2 separate regions of the Zea mays genome follow, and region 1 is linked to region 2. A link is a contact called in public Hi-C data. All regions are on one chromosome and are shown on one strand. Each heading gives the region's core, a stretch centred on a gene start, on an enhancer-like site or on the middle of the called end of the contact. The rest is flanking DNA. Distances are from core to core; before and after follow the strand shown.

What was found. Hi-C and Micro-C count contacts between places; a contact is called where the count stands out from the background.
Region 1: a contact with region 2 is called in a Hi-C map of tassel, with 2.6 times the contacts expected there. The contact joins the promoter of LOC100383262 here to the promoter of LOC103643956 in region 2. A contact is called at or near these places in 2 of 25 Hi-C or Micro-C datasets (ear and tassel).

What each region holds. Positions count from the first base shown.
Region 1 is chr1:279,383,508-279,390,812 of Zm-B73-REFERENCE-NAM-5.0, forward strand. LOC100383262 (Core-2/I-branching beta-16-N-acetylglucosaminyltransferase family protein) reads left to right here and starts at 5,724. Exons shown (of 2, transcript NM_001175922.1): 1 at 5,724-6,531; 2 at 7,211-7,305. The coding sequence starts at 5,971.
Region 2 is chr1:279,102,194-279,109,055 of Zm-B73-REFERENCE-NAM-5.0, forward strand. It overlaps LOC103643956 (lecithin-cholesterol acyltransferase-like 1), which reads right to left and starts at 2,112. Exons shown (of 3, transcript XM_008667126.4): 1 at 1,475-2,112; 2 at 1,454-1,473; 3 at 213-1,329. The coding sequence starts at 1,906. The coding sequence ends at 414. LOC103643957 (FHA domain-containing protein At4g14490) reads right to left here. Exons shown (of 2, transcript XM_008667127.3): 2 at 6,200-6,481.

The DNA.
Region 1 (7,305 bases), core at 4,474-6,973, 280 kb after region 2:
CTTCGTCTCAGACGCGAGGTCGACGCCCGACGTGTCCCCCGTTGGGGCGCCAGCGCCGTCGACTCGCTCGACAGCCGACGAGGTGCTGCCTCCTGCTTGGCCTTGGTTGCCCTGCCTCTTCCTTCGTCGGTGGGGGAGGCGACGGGACAAACCCGAATGTTGTTCTTCCGCCACGTGGAGAAGACGTCGTCGATTCCGCCGCCGGCGGGCGGGATGTCGGCCGCCATTGTCGTTGTCGCTAGGCGGGGGAAGGAGTATCATGTCGTAGCTGCCATCGAGGGACATGAACTCGAGACTCCCGAAATGGAGCACCGTCCCGGGCTGGAAAGGTTGCTGGAGACTACCCATCTGGAGCTTGATGGGAAGTTGTTCGTCAACACGCAGCAGGCCCCTACCTGGCGCGCCAACTGTCGGCGTTTCGACCCCGGGGGGGGGGTCCCTGGACCGACGAGTAAATTGTCGCCGCGTGCCCCAGCCCAGATGGGTCGGCGCGAGACGGAGCACGAAGGGAAAAAAGGAGACAGGCGTAAAGGGGAAACCCACGGCCTTCGTGTTTGTCCTGCGCCCAGGTCGGGTGCGCTTGCAGTAGGGGGTTACAAGCGTCCACGTGGGACGGAGCGAGAGGCCCGCACGCGCCGTCCCGTCCTCCCCGCGCGCCCAACCCTCCCGTACGAGTGCCCTGGGCCTTCCTTTTATAGGCGTAAGGAGAGGGCCCAGGTGTACAATAGGAGATGTAGCAGTGTGCTAACGTGTCTAGCAGAGAGGAGCTAGTGCCCTAAGTACATGCCGTCGTGGCAGCCGGAGAGGTTTTGGTGCCCTGTTCATGTGATGTCGTGGCCGTTGGAGGAGCGCTGGAGCCTTGCAGAAGGACAGCTGTCGGGGCTGTTGAGTCCTTGCTGACGTCTCCTTGCTTCCGTAAGGGGCTGAGAGCCGTCGTCGTCATGGAGCACACGGGGCACCATCATTATTTGTTTACCGGGGCGAGCCAGATGGGACGCCGGTCTTGTTCCCCGTAGCCTGAGCTAGCTAGGGGTAGGATAATGATGGCCCCTCCTGTGACGTGGTCAGTCCGAGCCCTGGGTCGGGCGAGGCGGAGGCTCCTCCGAGGTCGAGGTCGAGTCTGTCTTCCGAGGTCGAGGTCGAGTCCGAGCCCCGGGTCGGGCGAGGCGGAAACCATCGTCTGAGGCCAAAGCTGAGTCCGAGCCCTGGGGTCGGGCGAGGCGGAGTTCGTCGTCTTCCGGGGCCGAGGCCGAGTCCGAGCCCTGGGGTCGGGCGAGGCGGAGTTCGTCGTCTTCCGGGGCTGAGGTCGAGTCCGAGCCCTGGGGTCGGGCGAGGCGGAGTTCGTCGTCTTCCGGGGCCGAGGCCGAGTCCGAGCCCTGGGGTCGGGCGAGGCAGAGCTTCCTATGGTGCCCGAAACCGGACTTGACTGTTGTCAGCCTCTCTCTGTCGAGTGGCACAGCAGTCGGAGTGGCGCAGGCGGCGTTGTCTTCTTGTCAGGCAGGTCAGTGGAGCGGCGAAGTGACTGCGGTCACTTTGGCTCTGTCGACTGAAGGGCATGCGTCAGGATAAGGTGTCAGGCCATCCTTGCATTAAATGCTCCTATGATACGGTCGGTCGGTGTGGCGATCCGGCCAAGGTCGCTTCTTGGCGAAGACTGGGCCTCGGGCGAGCCGAAGGTGTGTCTGTTGCTTGAGGGGGCCTCGGGCGAGACGTGAATCCTCCGAGGTCGGCTGCCCTTGTCCGAGGCTGGGCTCGGGCGAGGCGAGATCGGGTCCCTTGAGTGGACCGAGCCTTGACTTAATCGCACCCATCAGGCCTTTGCAGCTTTGTGCTGATGGGGGTTACCAGCTGAGATTAGGAGTCTTGGGGGTACCCCTAATTATGGTCCCCGACAAATGCCATTGCCAAGCTAACTCCTACACTATCTGCTTATGTTGGTGAAATGTTCTTGCATCAATGTCATACTTGTCACATTTTAATCTTATAGTTAAATATGCTTTGGATGTGATCAAGAAATATCTTAAAGTATCTAGAACTGTAATTTCTTTCATAAATTCTCCTAACTAGCGCATTGTTGCATTTAAGAGATATTGCATTGTCATTAATGTTTGTCCGAGAAAGTTTGGTTTTAGATATGGATGTGAGGTGGAACTCTATGTACCTCATGCTTAAGCATCTTATCCCATACGAAACAACATTTATTGTGTTTGTTGAGACTAACTATCCTATGGATGACAAGGAGCCTTTACTTTTGATAGATGACCATTGGACCGTTGTAGATAAGGTATTATCGTTCCTTGAATTGTTTTATGATTCTACTATTGAACTTTCTAGTGTTTATTATCCTATAGCTTCACTTATGTTGCATCAATTTATTCTAATATCTAAGTACTTGAAGCATTATGAGAATGATAGGTTGCTTAGGCCTATGGTTGCTTCTATGCAAGATGTCTATCTTAAGTGTCGGAGAAATATTCCTTTGCTTTATTCTATAGCATTTATCTAGGATCCTAGAGCTAAATTGAAGGGTTTCACCGTGTCTTTATGTTGCTATCTAAACTTATTGGTACAATTTATTTTGCTTACTTAACTAAGGTAAAAGCTCACATTTCTAGCATATTTAAGCAATATGATGACAAGTTTGGTGCAATTAGGTTGCAAAGGACTTGACAACCATCGGTTCTAGTAAGAAAAAAGTGCTTATGATGATATTTTTGAAGCGCTGGTGACGATGATACATTTGACATTTTTTAGTGTTGGTAACCCTTTCTCCACCCCTCTTCTATCTACAAGAACATCTTCAAGTGCCTCGTTGTAAGATCAAGCACTAGTGGAGCTACTATGGGTATTAGTTCTAAATTCTCGACCTATTTGGGTAGTAACACTATCACCCATCTTAATTTTAGCCTAAACATCTTAAATTAGTGGCATGAAAAACATGTTTACTTATCTGGTACTTTCAATTTAACTCGAGATGTTTGAAAGGGAAATAGGCCTAAAAACCATTCCAACACTTATTTTGGTATTTGACGTCCATCACAACTAATTGAGCTAACTAGTTTGCTAAGTTAGGAAATTAGGTACTTCAAGGAAGATCATATCTCAAAATCAGGATGTCGTGCACCATCCGGGCCCTTGCCCCAGACCGTTTGGAGTACCAAGGAACAGATCAAACATGAACTATGTCAAATTCAACTAATCTACTATGAATTGTCCGAAGAAAAAAGAAAAATTGTCCAACACCACATGCAGACCGTCCGGTTTCTTATGTGAATCGTGCGTCTATTGGAAATCAGACCAACCTGAGGGTGCCAGATTTGGTAAAAGGAATTTTAGCGTCCACGTGGATCATTCGGAGGCATGACTGGACAGTTCACAATAGGCTTTATCTTACATCTGACAACACATTTAATGCGATTATAGCCATTGTAACTAACTGTTGCAATCCAGTTATTGATCTTACAGGGGCAGACCGTCTGGACCAGAAGCGCGGACCGTCCGCGTATGGCAGAAAAGTAGCAACAGCTAGGAGGTGGTTGGAGGCTATGTATACAACCCAACCACCCCTTTAATAGCATCCAAGCTTCCACAACTCTCATTAATTACAAAGAGCAAAACTTCATTTTAAGCCACACTCAAAGCCTCAAAACTCCTCCAAGTGCCACATTTATGATTTGTGATCATTAGTGATTAAGTGCCTTGGAGAGACTCTAAAGAGTGTGTGACCTTGTGTTTTCTTGTTGCTTGGTTTTATTGATCGTGCTTTCTTCCTCACCCTTCTAAATTCTCATTCACTTGTAAGCCAGCAAGAAAAAACTAAGTGTGCAGTGATCCTTGTGAGGTCTAAGTGACCCTCGAGTTTGAGAAGAAGCACTCAACCGGTCTAAGCGACCATTTGAGAGAGAGAAAAGGTTGAAAGAGACCCGTCCTATGTGGACTCCTCAACGGGGAGTAGGTTCTTAGGAACCGAATCTCAGGAAACAAATTGCTCGTGTTCTTCATGTTAATCTCTACTTTGCGATTTTATTCCTCCTCTCCCCTCTCTCATATTCTCTTGCTTGCAATTGATCTCATATCAATTTGAGTTGCACCCAAGTAATTCCACGATCATTAGTGCAACTCTTGGCAAGAAGAACACCTCTCCCGCACTCCTATTGACTTTATACACCTTCTAACGCTAATCCAGGGTTGAAGTTTATGCTTAAGTTTGTAAATTTCAGGTTTTGCTTATTCACCCTCTGTATAGGTGACGTTTAATGTTTTAACCATGTCTGCTTCTACCATATCTTCAGAGTTTATTTTTAGAATATCTAGCAGAATCATCGAGGATCTACAGAAAACCCGTGCCCCAATCCAGAACAAGAACAGACAAGACAACGCTAGTGAGGAATAGCTTTTCAAGCACTATCCAACTGATTAGATCAATTTGCTTTCATGAAGGATGTCTCTAGCTCTACTGCACTCTTCACTCATTGTGGAGCGGGCAGTCTACCTCCTATATCGCTTGTTTTTTGGTTGATAGTGACTCAAGGTGCTGGATGCATGTTCAAAGCAGCTATATTGTCCCCTTGTCGGTAGTGGCCATTGATTGAGCTTCTGCAGTCGGTGGGTGTGGAAATTCTTCTTTTTTAGTGGAAGTTTCATAGCAAGCGAGACTAAAAGCAAAGAGCACAATACTAGAGCCAATAGGCATTCACGTGCTAGAGTGCTAGTGCTATAGGAGCGAAAGTCAAGCACAGTGCGAATGAATGCATTTTCTTTTTTAGGGGTAGAGAGTGGGGGAGGAATGATTCTCTGAAAATGGTTAGGGTGCAGTTAGCTCAGAAGGTTTGGCCCGGTATATTTCTCGAAAATATTTAGAGAGAAGACTCCATTCAAAAAATGCATCCTTGATCCACCCTCGGGCCGGTCTTATTCAATCCGGATTCATAAAAGGACAATATTAAAAAAAATAACTTCTATTATCACCTGGCCACCCTCAGTAGGGCATTTCTTACCCGGAATGAGATCAGACTTGAGTGATGGAATTCTTTCTTCATTATACATTAATACTGGAGGCATACTAATCTCAATCCATTTCTTCTTACGTCTCGTTTAGATTCTTAGAATTCAATTCCAATGCATAAAACCATATTAGCTTAATTGATATGTGCCTAAATATGTTACTTTCTATGGATTGGACTGACCATCAATAGAATCTTCCAGAATTGATTGAAGAAAGATCAGTTTGCATTGTCTCGAGGCTGGAAAGGAGATTTTATCACTGCTCTAAAAGTTGTATTGTATATGTATCCATGTTGAAGGGCTAAGTGAAAGTGTTCGTATAGCCTTTAGTTGTTTATAGCTCTCCTGGTTTGTCTGTTGCACTCTGGTGGTGTCGCTTGAGCCCAGAGATGGTAGAGATACTTCCCTGCATTAAGGACTGGCAGGCTTCAGAAGCAAGACTTCAACACTAGATGGAGGACAAGAAACTTGAAGAATCTTTTGATAATTTGTCTGTCGTGCCATTGTTCTAGCCCGGCCCAAAAACAAACTCTTATGCCATGTCTAGCATAAATAGTCCATGCATATGTCTAACATAAATAGGCCACGTCTAAATAGGCTAGGGTCGGCCCATCTCACCAGTGCCTCAAGCCCCGAAGCCCAACACCCACCACCTCCGTTGACGAGACACAACACGGGACACGAGAGCATCTGAGCGTGCAGGCAAGGCAAAGGCAACCCGCGTCCCAGCTCTCGAGGCGCCACCCACACAAATCCCACCACCACCCGCATGGCCACATCGGAGTTCGCGCCAGCCCAATCGTGCGCGCCGCCGCGACCCCGGCCCGAGAAGGGTCAGACCTGGAGCGCGTGCCAGTGCCACACATGATCCGCGTCGTCCGGAGGCATTGCGATGGTCGCGCCCAAATACGGGGAGGAACGAATTCCATTCCACGGCGTCGAAAGAAATCCTAGCCGGGGGCCGCGATGGCGATGGCGATGCGGGTGGAATCCGTGGAGGAGGCGAAGCAGGCCGCCATCCTGCCCGCAGCGCAGGAGCAGCGCAGGGTGTTCCCTGCGGGGATGCTCAAGCTGTTCCTGGGGCTCATGCTGTTCGGCGTGGTGATGGGGCTGTCAGCGTTCGGCGTGTTCCTGGCGCGGCACGCGGAGGAGATGGCGGCGGTCGCGCCCGCGCTGTTCCGGCCGTGCCTCGGGGCGGCTGCAGCGGCGGAGCCGGAGCCGGAGGAGGGGCTGGAGCGGTGGACCCGCCCCCCGGCTCGCGCGCAGCACGCGATGACGGACGAGGAGCTGCTCTGGCTCGCGTCGTACGCGCCGCGAATGCGCGGCCGGAGCGGGTACCCATTCCAGCGCGTGCCCAAGGTGGCGTTCATGTTCCTCACGCACGGCCCGCTGCCGCTGGCGCCGCTCTGGGAGCGCTTCTTCCGGGGGAACGAGGACCGCTACTCCATCTACGTCCACACGATGCCTCTATACCGCGCCAACTTCACCTCCAACTCCGTCTTCTACCGTCGCCAAATCCCCAGTAAGGTCTGCTCATCGCCTCCGATCCCCTCTGGCTTACGAAAACAAGCTCCAATCTAGCGCCTGGAATGCATGTTTGTTCCGTCACCTTCATACGAAATCGAACTCCATTCTAGCTGTACTCAACTACTACTTCGCACGCGATCTGACAAGTCGTTACTAAATACTACCTATTTCTGTCACTTTGATGGATTGGAAGGAGTATTTTCCGAATTCCAATAAGGAAAGTATATAGATTAAAGTACTGAATTATTGTGATGCTATATTATTAGACTAGCACTTACTGTAAACTGATAAACAAGACATAAGCAATGCAAGCCAGTCAAAAGCATTGAGATGATTGCTGTTTTGATTTGATTTTCGAGGAAATCGACCGTTCCTGTGGTGCAGAGGTTAAGAACATATATATCTATCTAGGTTAATAACTCTGTTAAAAGTTCTGTCTATACTCTATAGATGTTTAATATTTATCACTGACTGTTATTGTAGTACTTTTGATATTACAATGTGTATGGGGCAACGTTTATCTAAAAAAATGCATTACTTTCATGTTACATATATATCGCAGTGGGTAGTGTTATTTGATAAACTGGAGAAGTGATTTCTCTAGCTTGTCTCTTGTATTGAGGTACCCATACCCCTGATGATGGCATATTAGTTTGAAACTTGTGCTGATTACATACAGGCTGTGCAATGGGGCCAGATGACTATGTGTGACGCTGAGAGACGTCTGCTTGCCAACGCTCTACTGGACATATCCAACGAGTGGTTCGTGCTAGT
Region 2 (6,862 bases), core at 862-3,361:
AAACAACAAGCATGTCTATCTTGAAGAGTGTTTTTATTCACTCTCTGAATTATTATTTAGAAAGTTATTTTTATTATAAGATGTTTATAACTTTACATTCTTCAATATTTTTCCTATATCTTGATTCAACTCTAGAGAACCATTTTTATTTTCTGTTTTTATTAGCGAGAAATCTAGAATAGTATATTTGGATAACTACTTTAAAACCCTGGTTAAATGTACTTTTTCCCAAAAAAATTTATTCATAACGATTAAGAAATACATAGAGAACTCTAATAGGCACCAGCTAAAGCAAATCCCGATAATCCTTACAGAAAAAACAATAAACTTTTTTCCAAATAAAAAAAACTAGCTGCTGTCGCCGATTTAAGTGAAAAGAAATCATCGTTAGTTGTCTACTAAAGCAAAACATTCTAAGAGGAATGATGATAGCTCGTGGCGTTCAGGTTGATAGAATCGATGATCCTTATGATCTGCTCCAGCGCGCTCTTGTCGCTGAGCATGCCGGAATGCGACACCTTGGGCAGCTCCACCACCTCGACGACCTGCGCCGGCGAGTCCGACCACGCCTTGATCGGGCCTATGAGGCTGGCCAGGTTCACCGTCCCGTCGCCGTCGCCATAGACCACCTTCTCGGGGGCCTCGTCGAAGCCGCGGTCGCCGTACACGAGGCTCTCCACCGTGTCGACGCCGGTGCCCACGAGGCACGTCAGGGGCACGCCGGGCTCCGGCAGGGCCTCGACGAGCGGCCGTATCCGCGCGCGGTACGGCTCCACGCCTTCCTCGAAGCCGATGTCCCGGAGGAACTGCGTCATGTTCTTGGCGGAGTAGGAGCGGTTGTGGGCCCGCGACAGCACCAGCGTGGTGTTGCCGAACACGCTGGGCGTCGGCAGCAGCCAGAGGTTGCTCTCGGCGGTCCGCTGCTCGTCGCGGATGAGGGACGGGTCGACGAAGGGCACCCCGAGCGTGTTGCCGGAGGCGAAGGTGAGCATCTCCTGCACGGAGCCGCCCCACGGCGTGGAGAGCGTGACGAGGCGCCGCACGTGCGCCGCGCGCCACTGCGGCGGGCTGCGCGCCAGCAGCTGCAGCGCGAAGAGGCCGCCCAGGCTGTGCGCCACCAGGATCGCGGGCCTCCCGCCGCTGGCCGCGCACGCCGACTCCACCAGCAGCCTGAGGCGCTGCAGGTACGCGCTGCCCACCTGCGACGGGTGCCCCGGCCCGGCCAGCCCGTACCGGAAGTCGTACGGCGCGCCGAACAGGTCGCGGCCTTCCTCGTAGCCGGCCTCCTCCAGCGTGCTCGCCAGAGTGTTCATGTACCCCGTGAGGAGCCTGCACGTAGCACGCGTCGATTGTTCGTCGTCAGGTCTCAGGTCACGTCATCGACCGATGACACTTGGAACTCACCGTAGCATATATAATAAGCTGAGCGAATGGAAATGGTTGCTTTGGGTACTTGAGATTGGGGTCGAGGTCCTCCGCGGAGGGTGGAGGTGGAGCCGAAGTCGGAGACCCTGGTCTCGACGCCGGGCGCGTTGCGGTAGTCGTCGGCGTCGGCGTCATAGGAGAGCGTCATCCGCTCGGCGAAGCACCTGGTGAGCGGCGCGACAAGCACGGAGGGGTCGAACCAGAGGCGGAACCAGCCACCGCGGCCGCGCACGAGTGGCCACACCCGGCACACCAGGCTGGACGGCTCGTAGCCCTCCGTCAGCCGCGCCTCCAGCTGGTTGCCGCCCGCTCCCGGGATCAGCACCACGGGGTGCCGCTGCAGCTGCTCCGCGGCGCCAGGCCTGGCGACCGCCCTCGCCGCCGACGACGACACGCAGAAGGACGAACTCAGCGACAGCATAACCATCAGCGCGGCCACTGCTGGCACGCGGGCCAGCGAAAGGCGCCTCCCCACGTCCATGATCCTACTTGTTGCTTTTGGATCAGGTGGTCACTGCTACTTGCTAACTTTGTTGTGTGGTGACGGACGGTGCTCTTGGAGCCTACTTACTGATTGGCGATAATGCTACTTGGATCCCTTGGAGCCGCTCAAGAAGGCCCGCGGTAACGGTAGTGGTTACGTCGTCCTTGCTTTGCAGCAGTGGGTAGAGGCAAGGCAAGCGCGTCCGTCCGTCCGGATCGAGCTTGTGCCATCGTAATTATTCCGTGGTTACGCGATGACAGCGACTAATGTCCCTGTACCGTAACTTGTACGCGGTGCGTGTAGACTTGGAGGGCCCTGCTGTCGCCGGGTCTGGGGCTCGGGGCTGTCGGTCACGCGATCCCGGCGGTTGAGGCTATCCGCAACGCAACCGTTACCCCTAAATTTTTCCCCTATATAACTTTTCCTCCCTATTTTTTCCCCTATTTTTTCATCTCCCGCAGCAGTTCCCCCTAAATACTCCCTATACCCCACTACAACTATAAAATATCATTTTCTATATTAACTATCAATTTTTTATCTACTAACAATTACTCGTGGACCCACAACACAGTGTTTAAGGTGATGAACAGTGACACGCTAGATCTGGGGGGAGAGAGAAGGGTGCCGACGCGTAGGGGGTGCTGTAGGGGGCACCGCTGCGGCCGTAGGGTGCCCCCTACAGACGGCATGCAAGGGGAGGGGGATCGCTAGCTGTGACCGCTGCGCACAGCCTGAGGCTATCCGCAACCGTTACCCCTAAATTTTTCCCCCTATATCACTTTTCCCCCCTATTTTTCCTCCTATTTTTCCATCTCCCGCAGCGGTTCCCCCTAAATACTCTCCTTATACCCCACTACCACTATAAAATATCATTTTCTATACCAACTATCAATTTTTTATCTACTAACAATTACTCGTGTACCCACAGCACAGTGTTTAGGGTGATGAACAGTGACACGCTAGATTGAGGGGGAGAGAGAGAAGGACGACGGGCTAGGAGGCACCGCTGCGCGTGTGGAGCGCCCACTGCACGCGCCATGCAAGGGGAGGGGGCTGCATAGGGGCAGCCTTTGCGGTCAGTCTGAGAAGCACGTACCGGCTGCCTTCGATCGCCGGACAGGATCGGGCCGGGGGACGCGACAAAGGACAGGAACAGGGACAGGCGCTGGGCTTGCTTGTTTTGAATCCATGCGCTTCCTTGGATCCAAACATTGCCGAACTGGGCCGCTACGGCTAACCTCTGTGCTGGACTGCTGGATATGGGCCTCATCTGCTCACTACACATCGTAGGCTTCCGACGGGCCTACACGGATTCTGTACGGAGTTTGGAATATTTCTGCTTTTTTTTTCTTCTTTGTTTCAAGAGAAATGTTTATTCTACCACCTATTTGTTCGTTTTTTTTACTTTGTTTCAAGTAAACGTGCCCGTGACACAGGAATGAACGTCTTTGGTCTGCCCTCTGCAGGTGATCCATGCGCTCAAGCATTTCTTTGTTTTTTAATTATACCGTACTCGTATTAGTTGCAACATTAGGTTTGCACGTACACAACTTTTTACTATTTGTTATGAATCTCGATTAACGTGGCTTTTGAATAGCTAGCTTGCATGTTTTTTGGGTGCTCGCTGAAATGCTTGACGTGACTGCTTCGTTCTCCAGGAAGTGGTAGCAACTTGCCACTGTACGTACATCCACGTGGCTGCAGCTGTTATCTTGTATCTGTAGTTCTGTACACGGCGCAGTACACCTGTACCGTACACAAGACGTCTCTTGCTACTAGCAACGAACTGGGAAAATCATCAAAGCCGTGTGGCCGTGTCCATTGACCTCAACTCCAGGATATAATCCTGTATAGAATACTCGCTCTGTTTTTAAATTATAGAATATTTTTATATTTCTAAATAAATTAAAATATCTTCTCATAATTAAAAAAACACAAAGAAGCAACGCACTACCCTTGATTCTCTCCTCACGGCGACCGACTGACTCCGTCGATCCATGCGACTTGAAAGAGTCGACGCAAGCAGGTAGCAGGGACTCCCGCCCGTCTGACTTGAACAGGCCAAACCAAGACCCCAAGGTCACAACATGCCGTGCCAGACAGCCTCGTGAGTTCAGTCACGCGCAACCAACGAGAACGAGACGGGCATCGGTCAGAACTCAGGTACTCCCTGCTGGCAGCTGCGTCCGTAGCCATCCAGACAAGCCACTCGCCGGAGAACGAGTCGCATGTCCTCCACCTATATAACACTACATCAGAGCCCCAGCTACTGGAGATCGGAGGTTCGGATTCGGAGTGTACCACTTCCAGGTGCCACACTGCCACCCACCTCGCTCCCGAGAGCAGAGCTACGACGTGCAAGACAGCGAGAAGCAACCCGTACGTACGTTTGATCCCTCGAGGCCAGCAGACCGTACCATGGCGGCGGCGGTGACGGCGAGCAGGGGGACGCGCGCGCTGGCCATCTTAGGGCGGTGCGTGCGCGCGCCGTTCCGCGCCCTGGTCCGCGCGCGGGACCTGTACGTGAGCCGGATGGCGGCCTGCGCGGGGGGCGGCGGCGGCCGGGGAGGCCTGGCCCCCGTGGGGCTGGTGGCGATGCCGCGGTGCCAGAGCCACGGGTTCTACCGCTCGGCGGCGGGCGGTGGCACCGACGAGGACGTGCGGGAGCTCATCAGGGCGGCCTCCCGTGCCGGCCCGCCCAGGGCCCCCGCCGGCGTCGGGCCGCGGAGCCAGAGCGTGGCCATCGGCCGGATCGACGAGGACCGGCCGTGCGAGTTCGGGCTGGGCGAGGAGGAGAAGGCGCAGGCGCTGATGGGGCCCAGGAGCAAGAGCTGCGCCGTGGGGCCGTCGTCCAGGACGGCGGCTCGTAGGGCTGGCGTCGCCGTCGCGGCTTAGCTTAATAAATCCAACGCCGGCCGGCCGACGTTGCATTGCACCAGAAAATCCGCGTGCGCTGTACTAGTACCACAACATAAAATCTGCTGTTTTGTGATAAAAAAGAAACGCGAAAAATACGTGCGTCCGTCTGTGGGTTGCTTAATTCAGTACAGATTTCGGCTCTGCAGCTGTCCATGTTCATCTACTGTCCAGTGTTGTATTTATATATTATTGACATATTGTGTACCACCAGTAGAGAAGCTGAAAAAAAGAGAGCTATATACCATGAGTCAAGGACCAAAAAGGCCCCGTCTCCCCGGTGTCTCGGTGCCGACTGATGTCTGCATTTTTCAAAAGATCGGGCAAAACCATGTCGGGTGCACGTGACATGTCCCCGGCCGTGAAGTCGATTGAACGCCGCCGATCGTGAAGTATGCGATGCGACCATGAGAGCTTGTTGTTGTGTCCTTCGTTTGCGCCGGCATATGTTGACGCAATCTTCTTGGACCGAAAAAAAAAGGGTCATTTTTTTTACTTCGATAACGGGCGGCGAAATCTGCATGCTGCCGCCCGTCCAGTCCAGTGATCTTTGACTCCGTTTCTCGTCCATGCAGGAGCTTTATGATTTCCATGACTGAACCAATAGTTATAATTATAGATTTAAGGCATGTTTGGATCACCGCTCCGGTTTCCACGCCGCGCCACAGTTGTGGCGGCCGTATCGGCCGCCGCACCTTAGGCTTGATGTGGCATTGGAGGTCAGACCTCCAAACAGGCCCTTAATATGAAAGGGAATGAAGGCCGACGTTGACTCCAGATGCGGGTTCAGGACCGCAGCATGTCTCGGACCAGTCTAGTAGTCCTCGAATGCATTTTTTAATGTCGGCGGAGCCAGGATTTAGACTGGATATGATATAAAAAATTTATACTAGCCAAAAAATAAATTGTATATATATATATATATATATATATATATATATATATATATATATATATATATATATATAATGGCACATATAAACATCATTTAAACATGATAATTATAGTTTAACGTAAAACTGCCTTAACTAATAAATAACTGAATCCGTGGCTGACCATGCCGTGGAAGCCTCAGAAGGCAAGCAACAAGCCAGCAAGCATGGATGCGGCACCGGCGTGCCACCTCCCATCGCTCGTGGTCGCTGATCCGCCATCGTGACCGCTCGCCTCGATCCGCCGCTCGTAAGCACGTCTGGTCTACCGTTGCTCATGCAGCGCCGCGGCTCGCACACCCGCCGACGCCGACGCCTTCTGATGCCTGTGAGCCGCCACGCCAAAACTCTAGCTAGCACACGTTACTACTTGGTCGCACCTACTCGTTAGTTGGGCTAAGAGTAGGGCTCAGGCCCCTAGTGGCCATAGAGAGCTGTACTATAGACACATGAATTATGCTCCAGACCACGGACCAAATGGTGCGGAGCTTGTATCCGCCCCTGGTTCACTCCTCTGAATCTGAATCACTTAAACTAAGGGACAACCAACTCATGAATAGTAGCAAACTACTAAGTGCGGAATAAATAACTACCACCCTGCTAATGATGGCTGCACCACAAACCTACAGTTTGCGACGCTTCACCATTACTGTCTTCATTGCGATATATGATGGTGTCATCAAATCATCCAACATTAGTCCGTCCAAAATATTTCCAGATCACCCTGAAGAGAACACAGCAGGCTTAAGCAACTTGTGGATGATAGTCAAATAAGCAATCTATTAGTTATTAAAAGGTAACAAGGTTTAATCCAGTCGGGCAGGATTACTGAAAGAAAACTTTCATGTAACAGATTTATCTTAATTACCCTTTACGTGATTGGCGAAGCTGTGCAAACAACAACAACAAAATTTCAAGCACCCTTATTGAATCATTCAGAGAATCAGAGGTGGCAAAATAGTGGATAACATCCTAAAAGAACCCGCCAAATACTTGTACACAAATGGTTCTTGCTAATTAGATATTCACGTAGCAAAGTGTCAGACATGCTAATATTGCAGGTGAACTGTGCATCGTGACTTTCATGGAATCACAACAGACAGGA